Linked DNA regions of Sus scrofa: regions 2, 3 and 4 are each linked to region 1. A link is a contact called in public Hi-C and promoter capture Hi-C data. All regions are on one chromosome and are shown on one strand. The core of a region is the stretch at or near the end of the contact, and the rest is flanking DNA. Distances in the headings are between cores, read along the strand shown. Region 1 holds the start of ATG2A (autophagy related 2A). Region 2 holds the start of SYVN1 (E3 ubiquitin-protein ligase synoviolin). Region 3 holds the start of CDCA5 (sororin). Region 4 holds the start of SF1 (splicing factor 1).

Region 1 (3,265 bases), core at 249-2,748:
GCCCAACCCCAGGTTAAGAGTGATAAAACAGGCTCACAATAGGAGCAGCTTAAATAGGACTTGCTTGAAGCCACACAGAGCTGGCACTGGAATCTTGATCCCTGCCCCTCAGGCCAGAGGGGCTGCCCTCGCTTCAGGCTGAATTTTGGCTTTAGACTGCAGTCCATCTCCCTGCTAAAGCTAAAATGGAATTATAATTCCATCTTCAGTCATCATGATGTTAGGGTCTTGTGGAGCAGGGCTGGGCAAACTTTTTCTGTAAAGGACCAGAAAATAAATTATTAGGCTTTGTAGGCCTCTGTCTCAAGTACTCAACCCTGCTATGGTAAGAAAGGAGCCCTAGAGAATACTTATTCAAACAAGCACGGCTGTGTAACACTAAAACTTTATTTGTGGACACACTAGTGAAGTTCATATGATTTTCACATCATGAAATCTTACCCATTTGGGTTTTTTCCAACTCTTGGAATATGTAAAAACCATTCTTAGCTCAAGGGTGATACCAAACAATGAATCTCTGCTCAAGGGGGTTGGAATCCATCCTTTGTGTCTTGGGTTTTTGTTTTGTTTTGGGTTTGTTTGTGTTTTTTGTTTTTTGTTTTTGGCTGCTCCAGCAGAATGTGAAAGTTCCCCAGGCCAGGGATTGAACCAGCACCCCAGCAGTGACCCAAGCAATTACAGTGACAACACTGGATCCTTAACCTGATGCAGCACAAGAGAACTCCACTATTGAGTTTGAGGATTTGGGATGTAAAAAATTGTTGTTATTATTATTGTTGTTGTTGTTGCTGTTGTTACAGGGAGGGGCCAGAGGCCTGGCCAACTACAGGGAGAAGGGATGATCAGTTAATCTGTCCCGCATTTCAGGTGAGGAGTGGAAGACAAGACGTCCTTCATGATGCTTTCTGTTTAAATCAGTTTTTCTTTTCCGTAAAATAGTGACAATGATCTCTATCTTAGAAGATCGTTGTGAAGGTTGAATGAGATAAAGGAAGGTAAGGCGTTTTATAAAATGCAAGTGTTTATTCACTTAATCTTTCTAAAGATGCGAGCTGGGGCTCTCGCACTGACTATTCTTCTGGAAAGCGCACAGCGAAGTTGGATGGGACACTGTCCCTTTAAATCCTTCCCAACTACCTCAAGTACTAGTTGGACGAGTCGGCACATGCGCATTCCTTTGCGGGGCTGGTACCTCAAGCCACAACAGCCTTCCCAGAGCCCTTAGGAGAGAGGTTAAAGGTCCTCCCACACAGAATTTATACGCAAGCGTAAATCAAGATTGGGAGCCCTATATCGTACCGCGAGCCCAGTCCCTTTTTCGCGCCTCAAGGCTCCGCCCCCGCGGCCAATCAGGAGGCCTCGCCCTTCCCAGTGGCCAATGGCAATAAGCGTGGGGGGCGTGGTCAGGCGTCCGGGGGTGCGGCCTGGCGCTAAGAGAAGCGGCGGGGTGAGCCGGGGGCTCTAGTGAACAGCGCAACCGGACGGGGAACGCTGGCGGGCGGCAAGCGGAGGCGGCCCGGGCCCGGCGCTCTCCGAGATGTCACGATGGCTGTGGCCATGGTCAAACTGTGTGAAAGAGCGGGTCTGCCGCTACTTGCTGCACCACTACTTGGGTCACTTCTTCCAGGAGCACCTCAGCCTGGACCAGCTCAGCCTCGATCTATACAAGGGCAGCGTTGCCCTGAGGGATATACACCTGGAAATCTGGGTGAGGATTCAGGCCGGAGCCCTGGAAGGGTCCGAACGGGGAGGAGGGGGCGCAGCGACCTGAGGCTCCTTGCGAAAGAATCGGACTAGGGGACCAGGCACCGGGGTGGAAAGGCCTTGGGCGTCCAGCCCCTTCCAGGGGTCACAGGGACCCCAGCTGATCGCCTCTAGAGCCAGAAGCTGTACGGGAAGGGGGTTCCTGCCTCTGCTTCACAGGAGGGGAAACTGAGACTGAGGATTGGGATGTCACTCATCTGGAGATAAGTGACAGAATAAGCATATCATGTTTGAGGCCCGAGTTGAGCACTTGGTGCCAATGGGGCTTAGGAAAGGGAGGGGAGGGATCAGAGAAACCAGGGGGCCTCTGTTGGGACCAGGCCAGGGAAGTGACAGAGTTTGGGCATATCGCTGGTTAGGGGAGTCTGGAAGAGGTCCAGGACCCTGCTGAGGGCACCTGTGGGAAAGGTGCCCTGACCTCCTAACCCCACGACCCTGGGCCCAGGGGGTGGGGTTCACCGCGGGATATGTATGTCAACAACCGCGTCAGCACCAGTGTTGATCAACACTTTGTGTGGCTGCCTCGCTGCCTTACTTCCTGCTTTGGAGAGAGTGGGATGGACCAAGTTGGTGTTTGGGGAGGGGCTTGGGCATCCGGCATCCCCACCTAGAGGAAAGCCCTCGGAGAAAGGTGGAGAGGCCTGGCCTCAGGCAGAGAAGAGCGACTTTGGGGAAGCAGAGAGGAGTAAAGTCTGGGTCAGGCCTGAGCCTGGGGGCTGTGACTCACCGTTCAGCTGACCTGGGAAGTTGCAAAGTTGCTTAGAGGCACCAGACCGGGTCTGGCACTGGGTCAGCCCCCCAGTCCAAAGTAACAGGGGTGGGCATGGAATCAGGGGCTTCTCAGTCTTCTGGGGGAGCAGACAGGGTGCTCAGCCTTAATACAGTCTGGGCAGGAGAAGCCGGCCTTCCTGAGCAGAGACTCCTGAGCCCGGAGTTGGTGGCACTTCTTGCCTGTGAATCCCGGTGCAGGAGACCTTTTCTGACCTCTGACCTCAGCCTCTTTCTGTGTTCCCACCCACCCTGCCCTCTGGTTAGGGATTTAATTGGCTCCTAGCTAGGCTGCTTTCCTCTTGGCCTCCAGGGAGGGCTTGGGCCGAGGTGGATTGAAGGTGCTTTCCCAGGATGCCAGCCCTTCTCCCAGCTGCCTGGCCTGCAGGTCCCCAGAGTGCCTGGGACCCCAGGAGAGGATGAGAAATGAGGCATGGGTCTCAGTCCCTGTCCCCATAGTATACAGGGTGACAAGCCTAGTCCCTGAAGTGTTCCCATCTGTGGCTCTCTGAGTGAGGAATTTGGACTTGATCTCTTTGGGTCTCCTGGTTCTGTCATGTATCTAATTCATGGGTCCAGCAAGTGTTTACTGAGGCCCTCTCTGGGGGGCACCACACAGAGTGCCTGGAGTCACTCCGAGAAGGCAGGTGGGCTCCTGCCTGCGGGGAGCTCCCAGACTGGTGGGGGTACATCTCCCCTATCAGAAACCAGAGCTGCGCCTCAGAGAGAGGGA
Region 2 (3,265 bases), core at 412-2,911, 200 kb before region 1:
ACCACAAGACCAGAGAGGACCACGAAGAGAAGAGAGACAGAAGGGGCCAGTGTGGACAACATTTCAATAAAAGGAAGGGAAAGCAGAAGCATGCTGGAGGGAACAGAAGCTCAGGGAGAAGACTTTTAAGAGGGAGAGAGAGGTTGAGACAGGCAAAAACTGAACGTTGGCCCCTAGATGTAGTCACTAGAAAGTCACAGATGGCTATACGGGGTAGCCAAACTCAGTGGCAGGTTACAAGCTAAACTGGTCAGGCCAGTTCAGGTCAACAGGTGATAGTAGCAGCAGAATCCAACAGCTCTGGATTTTTTCTTTTTTTTTTTTTTTTAAGGCTGCTTCTTCAGCATATGGAGGTTCCCAGGCTAGGGGTCCAGTTGGCGCTGTAGCTGCCGGCCTGCGCCTGCGCCACAGCGGCGTCTGTGACCTACACCCCAGCTCACGGGCAACGCCAGATGATCTTTAACCCACTGATCGAGGTCAGGGATCCAACCTCCGTCCTCCTGGATACTAGTCAGATTCGTTTCCCCTGAGCCACTGCGGCAACTCCCAGTTAGGGAATTTAGAATCAGACAGACCCGTTGCCAATCCTGGTACTTCTTAAATGTCTGAACCTCCGTTGTCTCACGTATAAAATGAGGACAGCACCACCTAGTTCATAAACTTATGATTGATGATTAAATGAGACGACGGAGGAAAACTCCAGGCACAAAGTGGGCGGTGCATTAGCTCCATTCTGTCAACGAGCCGACTGGGTTGGCTGAAGAAGACACAGACTATGAGCACAGCCCAAGTCTGGGGAAGCTGTGGCTACCGGCCAGGATTGAAAGGATCGCAAAGCACGCCGCATGGAAGTCAATCCCTTTGCAAAGAACATTCCCATCCCAAGATTAGCCAGAATTAAAGATGTTTTCGCCTCGGTCCCAGGAACCTCTCCCTTTCGTGGTGCAGCAACTGTCTCCGTCTGGCAGACCCTGAACCCCTGCCCACCGACTGCGCCTTCGCTACTCTCTGTTCCCAGGAGTAAGATCTAACCCCAGGCAACGCTACCTTCCGCCCCTAGCAACCGCTCACCTGCTTTTCTCTTCCCATAGGTTAACCGATTTCCTTTCTTCTTCTTACTGGTCCGCGTAACTCCATTTCGACCAATCTATAGCAGCCACGGAGACCCAACTCACTCCCACACAACTGGGGGAGATCAAGGAGGATACAAGTCGTTTTTCCTGAACCCATTTCTCTTAGAAAGCATCTAATTTATCAATTTGTTGTGACTCCCCCTGGAATGAGTATCTAAGACATCTTATTTCTCTTAGGCCTGTATGTCTGTCCCTTGCATACTCCCCCCTCCAAATGGTACGGCCCGCACAACGCGCGGAGGAGTGGGGGGGCCGCCTTCCAGCCGCTTTGAGAGCCGGAGTCCGCCGCTAGGTTGAGTCCACTCAGCGGCCAAGACGATACCATCTGTGACTAATAGGGAGACTCTAATCCTCTCCAAGTTGCCTTAATTCCGCTCAGACCACCTCTCGCATCTTTCACTCGAACAGTGGGCACGAACGCCAGAAGGGTGGAGGGACTACTGCTCTTGGCACCAGGGAGAATGAGCAGGGCGCACAAGGGACCGGGGCACTTGGTACGGTCCACGCCCCGCCCCGCCCCGCCCCGCCGGAAGTGAGGTGTCTCACCCCCGAAGTTCCGGCTCGCAGGGGGTGGGGAGTGTTGTTAACCGGAGCCGCCTCCGCAGTCGCGGGGACTGAGCGGGCTCGCGGCGCTGGGCTCCTGGTGAGTGGGCGGGGGTCGGACCCGGGTTGTGGTTGGAGTAGGGGCCTGGACCTTTCCCCTTGAGGTCCCCGGGGTCGGCGCGCCCCCTCAGCCCCGCCGCCAGCTTTCGGCCTGTCAGCTGGAGATAGTTGCCCGCGCGGCCGCGCTCGCAGAGGCTGGGCCCCGCCTGCGACACTCGCAGCTCCTGGCGCTTACAGGTGCGCGGCCGCGGGGTCGACCCGGGTCCCTCTCCGTCCCGCCCCTGCATCCTGGCGGTCGGCCGTTTCTCCGGTGCCCCGAGTTGACACTTCCCCAGGGGGTTGGGGGGCGCCAGGGTTCCAGGCTGACGTACCCCGCCCGCTCCCGCCGGGCGCGCGTTGGAGCTGCCCACCCTGGCAGAGCTGTCACCGACGCTGTCGCCTACCCGGCGGCGCCCCCCAGCGCCTTGGCCTCTCCCGGTCCAGGCCGCCCATTCCCGCTTCTGGAGATTTCTGCGTTTGCATCCCACCCCATCACCGTCACTTTAGGGTCAGTGGGAGCAGTTCCCTCCTCCGACGCTGCTGCCTTTCCTCATTCTTCCCTAGAGGCGGCGGTTTGGCAGGCAGCGTGGAAAGAGTCCTAGCTTTGAAACAAGACTGACCCGGGCTCCAGGCCTTGCGTCAGTGTGGTCGCTTAACCCCTTTGAGGCTCAGTCTTGCCACTTGTGGAATGGGGGAGCATGGGCTCTTCTCGATGCGATGATGGGGGAATGAGGCTTTTCTTTCCCCGGTGTGTTAACACTGCGTCTCAGGAGCTGGGCTAGGTTTGCACGGGGTGGCATCACACAGCTGTGACCTTACCTTTCCTCTCCCACGCAGGTCCCCAGGCCAGGGCAATGTTCCGCACCGCCGTGATGATGGCGGCCAGCCTGGCGCTGACCGGGGCCGTGGTGGCTCACGCCTACTACCTCAAGCACCAGTTCTACCCCACTGTGGTGTACTTGACCAAGTCCAGCCCCAGCATGGCCGTGAGTTCAGGGCTCAAGGAGGGAGGAACTCTCTGGGAGGGAAGGAGGAGTCATCTTGAGCCAGGGGTGGGGCTCGAGCTCAGGTAAGTAGGAGAAAAATCGAGGGAGCCCACAGGCAGGGGGAGCTTTGAATAAATTAGTGATGGGGGGTGTGGAGAGGTTCCTGAATGGTGAGCCCCAAGCAGCGCGGAGCAGAAAGCCGGCTCAAACCATAGCCTCTCCTCCTCACTCCTAGGTCCTGTACATCCAGGCCTTCGTCCTTGTCTTCCTCTTGGGCAAGGTGATGGGCAAGGTGTTCTTTGGACAGCTGAGGGCAGCAGAGATGGAGGTAAGGTGTTCCTGGCCCCAAGGTGAGGGGCAGAGAGCTGGGCAGGCAGAATGTCTGAGCTCCACATCACTCGTTGCCAACCCCTAGCACCTTCTGGAACGTTCCTGGTATGCCGTCACTGAGACGTGTCTGGCCTTCACTGTCTTTCGGGATGACTTCAGCCCCCGCTTTGTTGC
Region 3 (3,265 bases), core at 353-2,852, 160 kb before region 1:
GGGAGCGGCCCAAGAAATAGCAAAAAGACAGAAAAAAAAGGGGGGGGGGCAGCTGAGGGTCTTACACCATTCAGGTCAAGGTCAGGACTCATGCCTCTGCTGACTTCTTTTAGCTGACGTTACTGCAGGAAACTCAGTTCCTCTCTGTTTCATCTTAGACTCAGAAATGGCTCCCGAATGTCTGAAAGCCCCATGCGTTCAGCTCGCTTCTGGTACGGCTAGCTACTGCTTGCAGCCACAACTACACCCACAAGTTTGGCTGGCTCTCACTCAACCCTCGACATTGGCAGGGAAGAAATTAGGAGCTTTAATTTCTAGGGACAGACACTAAAGCCCAGAAAGGGAAAAGTGACTTGCCTGAGCTCAAAGCAAGTAACCTAGCTGGACCAGAATCTGGGGCTCCAGCCTCCCAGGCCTGAGTGTCTCACTGTGCTGTTGCTTAGGGAGGGCCTGTTAACTAGTCATGCTGGGCCTGTCCTGATCCCCCCAAGTTGCCCAGGCCTCACCATAACAGATGAGGCGGGTCGTCTCCCGGGTGGCCAGGGGTACGTTGCACAGGCGGCAATTGGGGTTGTAGTCGCTATCTTGGAGCCACTGCAGATAGGACTGGACGATGCACTGGAGTGGGAGAAAGAGATCACAACTGGAGCAAGGGCTCCACAGCCCATCTCCCCAAGGCCCAGATGCCTCTTTTTCTCTCATCACAGAAGAGCCCCATCCTTTCATTTGACCAATGGAAAGACACATATTGAACACATACTGTATGCCAGACTCTGTCTTAAGAACTAGGGATGTAACAGTGAACAAAATCAATTAAGCTCTTGCCCTCGTGGAGCTTCCACTCTAGGGCCAAGACCTTCATGGATTTGGAGGAAGTCAATACCAACTGCCTACCTTGTGCCCTGCACAGGCACTCCCTTGAACACCCACCTTGGCATGATTGGCTACCAGACAGTGCTCGCAGACGTTGACTCGGTGTTCGAAGCAGAACAGGTTGGTCACTTTCCTCTTGGGGCACTTGCAAAGCCCCATAGTCGACCCTGAGGAAGGGGGTCAGAAGTGGCAGGGGACCAGGTTCTGGGGGCCGCCACTACGCACTCACCAACTCAGTTCGTTTCCACTCTTAACCGCCTTCGACACCTCTTGTATTCGCCCCAACCCCACATTCCTGCCCACCGTCCCTCTTCACTCCGAGACACGCCCCCTGCATAAATCCCACCTCCGGAGACCCCCCCATTCCTCCCATATCCCACCCGCGGCCAGACCCCTCCGATACCACCGGCCCCGCCCCCAGGGGCCCCTCCTGAGCCCCACCCCCTCAAGCCCCGCCCCCACCTCCTCCACAGACCGTACTCTGTGTTACCAATCCGGGGCTGCACCGGTCCCCAGAGGCGCGAGCTCCGCTCCGAGCCGCAGAAGGTCAGACTGCGCTCAGCCGAGTTCTCGCTCAGCTTTCTCCAGCTCAGAACGCTCCGATTATCCCTCCGCTGCCACGTCTCTTCCGGGTGCGGCGCGTGCTGATGACGCCAGCGCGCCACTGGCCCCGCCCCTGCAGACGCTAGACGTGGAGGCGGGTGCAAACGGTGTAACCAGGGCTTATCGGTCCTCCCGCCCAACGTCACTTCCGCTTCCTCCCGAGCGAGGCGGGCAATTCGAACGTTTGCGCTTCGGGTTGGCGCGGGAGCGTGCGGCCGTGGCGTCGGCGGCGAAGATCGAGCCCAAGGCTAGACATGTCCGAGAGGCGAACGCGGTCCGGAGGGGCCGCCCAGAGCTCCGGTGAGCGGAGGGCGCGAGGGAGAGATGGGGCTGAGCCGTTTGAGGGACGCAGTTCCGTGAGGAAGGCCCTCCCGCCACCCTCACTGCCTTTGGAGGCTTGTTCCCCGCCCAGGAAGGTGTCCACAGAGGGCTTGTTTGGGAGACTCTCTCGCTCTCTCCAGAACCTGAGGACTCTAAACTCTAAGGTCTAGAGTCCTCCCCCGCCTCCTAAATTTTTCTCTTTCCAGGGCCCAGGACCCCAACTCCTACTCAGTCTCTAAGGAGGTCCCAGCGGAAATCAGGCTCTGATCTTCCAAGCACCTTCCCAGAAATCCGGCCTAAGGTGAGCCCGGGATTCCTCAGTCCTCCTGCTCCGGAGGCCCCTGGACGAATGCAGAGCTCATGTTCACCCCTCTTCCTCCAGGCACCCCAGGCGGCTCCAGTCCGAAAGCCCATCGTCTTGAAGAAGATCGTGGCCCATACTGTAGAGGTGAGGGCTGAGAGAGGGTTTGAGCACGGGGAGCCAGAATAGGGGGCCGGCTGTGTGATCACTTAATGTTGTCTCCACAGACTCCATCTGTTCCCACGCCTCGAAGAAGCCCCAGGGTAAGTTCGTTTTCATTTTCTTAGTTGAAGGCAACCCAGGACACTCGAGCTGGGGCGTAATGGCTGCTCACATCTGCCTGGGGAGCTGTTTTTGTTGTATTTTGAAATAATTTACCTTTGGATACCTGCATGTGTTGCCAGTTTGGCTCACTTCTTGCATACTTGCGGTGTCTAGCTATTGTTGCGCTGGTATTCTCTACCATTTTCCTTTAAAAGTTGAGCTGTGGTTTTTTTTTTTTTGTCTTTTTAGGGCTGCACCTGCGGCATATGGAGGTTCCCAGGCTAGGGATCTAGTTGGAGCTGTAGACACTGGCCTACACCAGAGCCACAGCAATGCGGTATCTGAGCCGCATCTGCGACCTACACCACAGCTCACGGCAACGCCAGATCCTTAACCCACTGAGCGAGGCCAGGGACCGAACCTGCAACCTCATGGTTCCTAGTTGGATTTGTTTCCGCTGCGCCACGACGGGAACTCCAAGAGTTGAACTGTTTTAATTACTTTTTCTAGTCTGTTGTCCTTAGTATAGTATAATGTCCTTAACTGTTTTAGCAGAAATCATAGTTAAGGAGTTTCAGTAACAAGATCTGTGCCTGAAGGTATCATAAATGAGAAATGGTAACTGTCTTTGAGTAGCTCACAAGGCTTACAGTCAAGTGGGGAGAAAGAAAAAAATAAGTGGGAACAGTGTGCTGAAGACTGCAAAAGAGAAAGGACTAGGAGCTATGAAGGTGCCTAACCCAGACCAGGCAGCTTGGGGTATGTTTCACAGAAGCGTTTAAACAGAGTCGATGAAAACAGGTTGGGGGCATCCCAGGCAAAGGAAGCTGTGCTTGCAGACATCCTGAGTCCACAAGGAAAAGCACGAGGTTCGGGGAGCGGTAGCTTGTTTGGTGCGTCTGC
Region 4 (3,265 bases), core at 511-3,010, 130 kb after region 1:
TCGATCATTGGGTTACTTTCTTGAGTAATCAAATATCCCTTTTATTTATTTATTCATTTATTTATTTTTGCTTTTTTTAAGGCTGCACCTGTGGCATATGGAAGTTCCCAGGCTAGTGGTCAAATCCGAGCTGCATCTCCACAGCAATGGGGGAATCTGAGCCACATCTGTGACCGTACACCACAGCTCAGGGCATTGCCCAATCCCTAACCAATTAGCAAGGCCAGGGATCTAACTCACATCCATGATACTAGTCAGTTTTCTAAACCTCTGAGCCACAATGCAAACTCCACATCTTTCATGTGAGTTTCTCGTCTTCATAAGTCTTCATAAAGACTCTACCTATAGATGACTAGTAATTTCTTTCTTTCTTTTTTTTTTTTTTTTAGGGCCACACTGCAGCCTATGGAAGTTCCCAGGCTAGGGGTCGAATCAGAGCTACAGCTGCCGGCCTACACCACAGCCACAACAACACAGGAGCGGAGCCGTGTCTGCAACCTACACTACAGCTCATGGCGAGGCCAGATCCTTAACCAACTGAGCAAGGCCAGGGATCGAACCCACATCCTCATGGTTCCTAGTCGGGTTCGTTAACCGCTGAGCCAGGAAGGAAACTCCGACCCTGATAATTTCTATGTCTGTTTTACTATTGAGATTTAGAACTTTTTATACCATTTACTAGCTAAGTCTTTGCCTTGTTGGAGAATCTTTTTCCAGACTTCTCTGTTTCACTAATTTGCCTTTCCCACAACAATACCACATTGTTTCATTATTGTATCTTTTATATGCGTATCCTCTGGAAAAGCAAGCTCCTCTCAACCTCATTTACAAGTTTCCCCACTATTTCCATAGTTATTATTTGATATGACATGATTTAATCAACCCCAATCACGTTGGGAATTCTAATTCCAATGCACTGTATCTGTAAACCAATTTTCGGAATTGACAACTTCATATTGCTTTCTATCTAAGATACCTGTACCTCCATCGGCTCAGATACCATTTTTAATCCCTTAGTAGGACTCTACTTTGTAGCTTTTTTCCCCATTTTTAATTTTTTTCAAAGAAAACAGGAAGTCTCCTTTTACCTGAGTCGTCAACGGATCAAGTTTACGGGCGCGCGCCAGCCCCTCCCCCGTCCCTCGGTTCCGGGTTACCATGGGAATCGAGGATTGACGTCATCTAGGGCTTCCGCGCCGGACCGAAGATCGACAGGGAAGCCAGGGCCTGAAAGGCGGCTCTGACCATCTACGCATGCGCGCTCTTGCTCCACTCCTCCCCGACCTTAAATCTCATTCGGCCTGGGCTTTTCCGGCGCGACCTCTCGCTTAAACCCGGCGAGACTACTCCCCGTGGGAGGGGAGTAGAGAAAGAATCGAAACAGCGACAGCCAATCCCATGACACTACGACGCAATCGTGATTGATTGACTCCATCAATTCCAGCCAATGATAGAGCTGTTGGCCCCACACGTCATAGAATTTGCCCCACCCGATCCCCTCCTTTCTGGACTCCGAGCTCAGTCCGCGCAGTAACAAATGAAGTGCGCGCTGCGACACCTCCCAGCTCGCCAGGCTCGGCCGCCATTTCCTCGCCAGGCCTAACGGTCCGGCCAATCCCAACGCACATCGAGAAGGGCTAAGGCTCCACCAATCGGAGGCCGCAGATTTCGACCCCTTGCCTCGGCCCGGGCCAATCCAGGCTCCGGCCCCGTCGCCCCCGGCCCGCCCCCGCGGCGCCCTCTCTCCTCCCTCTTTGTGCGTCTCGCGCCGCCGCCGCCGCCGCCGCCCGCCCGCCGCGTGAGAGGACGGGATCCGCGCGCTCCGCGGAACGCAGTCAGGTTCCCTCCCCTCGGAAGAGTCACGAAGGAGAAGCCGTCGCCGCCGAAAAGGAGCCGCCGGTGCCGGTCCCCGGGGGCGCCATGGCGACTGGAGCGAACGCCACGCCGCTGGGTAAGCTCGGCCCCCCCGGCCTTCCCCCCATCCCCGGCCCCAAAGGGGGCTTCGAGCCGGGGCCACCGCCTGCCCCCGGGCCTGGGGCGGGGCTGCTGGTGCCCGGGCCGCCGCCGCCCCCGCCTGTGGGCTCGGTGGGGGCCCTGACCGCGGCCTTCCCTTCGCGGCGCTGCCTCCGCCACCGCCGCCGCCGCCGCCGCCGCCCCCCCGCCTCCCCAGCAGCCGCCGCCGCCGCCGCCCTCCCCGGGCTCCTCGTACCCACCGCCGCAGCCGCCCCCTCCGCCGCCGCTCTACCAGCGCGTGTCGCCACCGCAGCCGCCGCCGCCGCCACCCCAGCCGCCGCGTCAGGACCAGCAGCCGGGCCCGGCCGGCGGCGGAGGAGGTGAGTCGGGCCGAGAGAGCGCGAGAGGCGCCGCGCGGATGGGCCCGGCCGGCTGAGGGGCGCGCGGCGGTGGCGACGGCGGCTGCACGCGGCAGGGGCGCGCGCGCGCACGGGGAGGCCCGGGCGGAGGCGCCACGGGGCGCGCGGCCTGGTTCTCGGGCCTCGAGTGCGCACGCGCGGTAGGGGAAGGGGTGGGGGCACGGCGGGAGGAGGTTTGTTGCGCGCAGGCGCAGTGTGGCGGCCGGGCCTTAAGGCCCCCACTAAAATCTGGCGGGAGCTCTCTTGTTCTCCACTCCTAGTGTAGGGGAGTGGTGTGGAGGGGTCGAGTGGGTGGATGGGGTGCTGGGTGTGCATGTCTGGAGGGCTTGGAAGGGTCAACTGATGACGTGGAACATCCTTTTCTGGTTGTAGAAGAGTCGTAAAGGGAGGAAAGTACAGAGAGTAGCTCCTCTGTTTCTACAGTAAGGCAGCGTTTTCATTGCAGAGAATGAAAGAGATTGAAAGTCTTTAGGGGATGGTTGGGTCCGGTTTTTTGGTGTGTGTGGGGGGGTTCATTTTGGGGAAGGAAATTCTCCTTCTTATCTTCCTTTATGTACCTTAAAAGAAGTCTGACCCGCCTTCCTCTCTTGAGGCTTCCCCTTAGGCCTAGCTCCTGAGAAGTGGAACACTTTTGTGAACCAAGTGCTAGGGAGTTCTGCCTGTGGACTAGGGTAGGAGGATTTGGCTACTATTGTGTAGCTTGTTTTTTGTTGACCTTTTGATGTATCCTTTAGACATTAAGTGACCAACTAACTGGCCAGGAAAACTCAACGCTGATCTTAGCTAAACTTAGAAAGAAAGTGATCTTGCTGAAGGAACTTTTTCACTTAGTAACCGTAAGGTTGGTTGTGTTCTGGCTCCCTTCAAAAGGTGACAGGTGGGGAGGTGGAAGT

What was found. Promoter capture Hi-C pulls out the DNA fragments that hold promoters and counts their contacts. Hi-C and Micro-C count contacts between places; a contact is called where the count stands out from the background.
Region 2: a promoter capture Hi-C map of liver shows a contact between it and region 1, with 2.9 times the contacts expected there. The contact joins the promoter of SYVN1 here to the promoter of ATG2A in region 1. A contact is called at or near these places in 1 of 5 promoter capture datasets (liver) and 1 of 2 datasets of contacts at active chromatin or transcription factors (alveolar macrophages).
Region 3: a promoter capture Hi-C map of liver shows a contact between it and region 1, with 5 times the contacts expected there. The contact joins the promoter of CDCA5 here to the promoter of ATG2A in region 1. A contact is called at or near these places in 3 of 5 promoter capture datasets (fetal liver and liver), 1 of 47 Hi-C or Micro-C datasets (liver) and 2 of 2 datasets of contacts at active chromatin or transcription factors (alveolar macrophages and skeletal muscle).
Region 4: a contact with region 1 is called in a Hi-C map of liver, with 2.8 times the contacts expected there. The contact joins the promoter of SF1 here to the promoter of ATG2A in region 1. A contact is called at or near these places in 1 of 5 promoter capture datasets (liver), 1 of 47 Hi-C or Micro-C datasets (liver) and 2 of 2 datasets of contacts at active chromatin or transcription factors (alveolar macrophages and skeletal muscle).

What each region holds. Positions count from the first base shown.
Region 1 is chr2:7,260,533-7,263,797 of Sscrofa11.1, forward strand. It overlaps ATG2A (autophagy related 2A), which reads left to right and starts at 1,499. Exons shown (of 43, transcript NM_001190278.1): 1 at 1,499-1,708. The coding sequence starts at 1,538.
Region 2 is chr2:7,057,783-7,061,047 of Sscrofa11.1, forward strand. It overlaps SYVN1 (E3 ubiquitin-protein ligase synoviolin), which reads left to right and starts at 1,662. Exons shown (of 16, transcript XM_003122541.4): 1 at 1,662-1,776; 2 at 2,613-2,761; 3 at 2,997-3,089; 4 at 3,177-3,265. The coding sequence starts at 2,630. It overlaps SPDYC (speedy protein C), which reads right to left and starts at 1,673. Exons shown (of 8, transcript XM_021082865.1): 1 at 1,072-1,673.
Region 3 is chr2:7,102,046-7,105,310 of Sscrofa11.1, forward strand. CDCA5 (sororin) reads left to right here and starts at 1,603. Exons shown (of 6, transcript XM_003122566.5): 1 at 1,603-1,776; 2 at 2,004-2,098; 3 at 2,180-2,245; 4 at 2,326-2,361. The coding sequence starts at 1,731. It overlaps ZFPL1 (zinc finger protein-like 1), which reads right to left and starts at 1,536. Exons shown (of 8, transcript XM_021082868.1): 1 at 1,354-1,536; 2 at 931-1,040; 3 at 507-618. The coding sequence starts at 1,032.
Region 4 is chr2:7,389,535-7,392,799 of Sscrofa11.1, forward strand. It overlaps SF1 (splicing factor 1), which reads left to right and starts at 1,761. Exons shown (of 15, transcript XM_003122587.5): 1 at 1,761-2,104; 2 at 2,107-2,168; 3 at 2,171-2,333. The coding sequence starts at 1,921.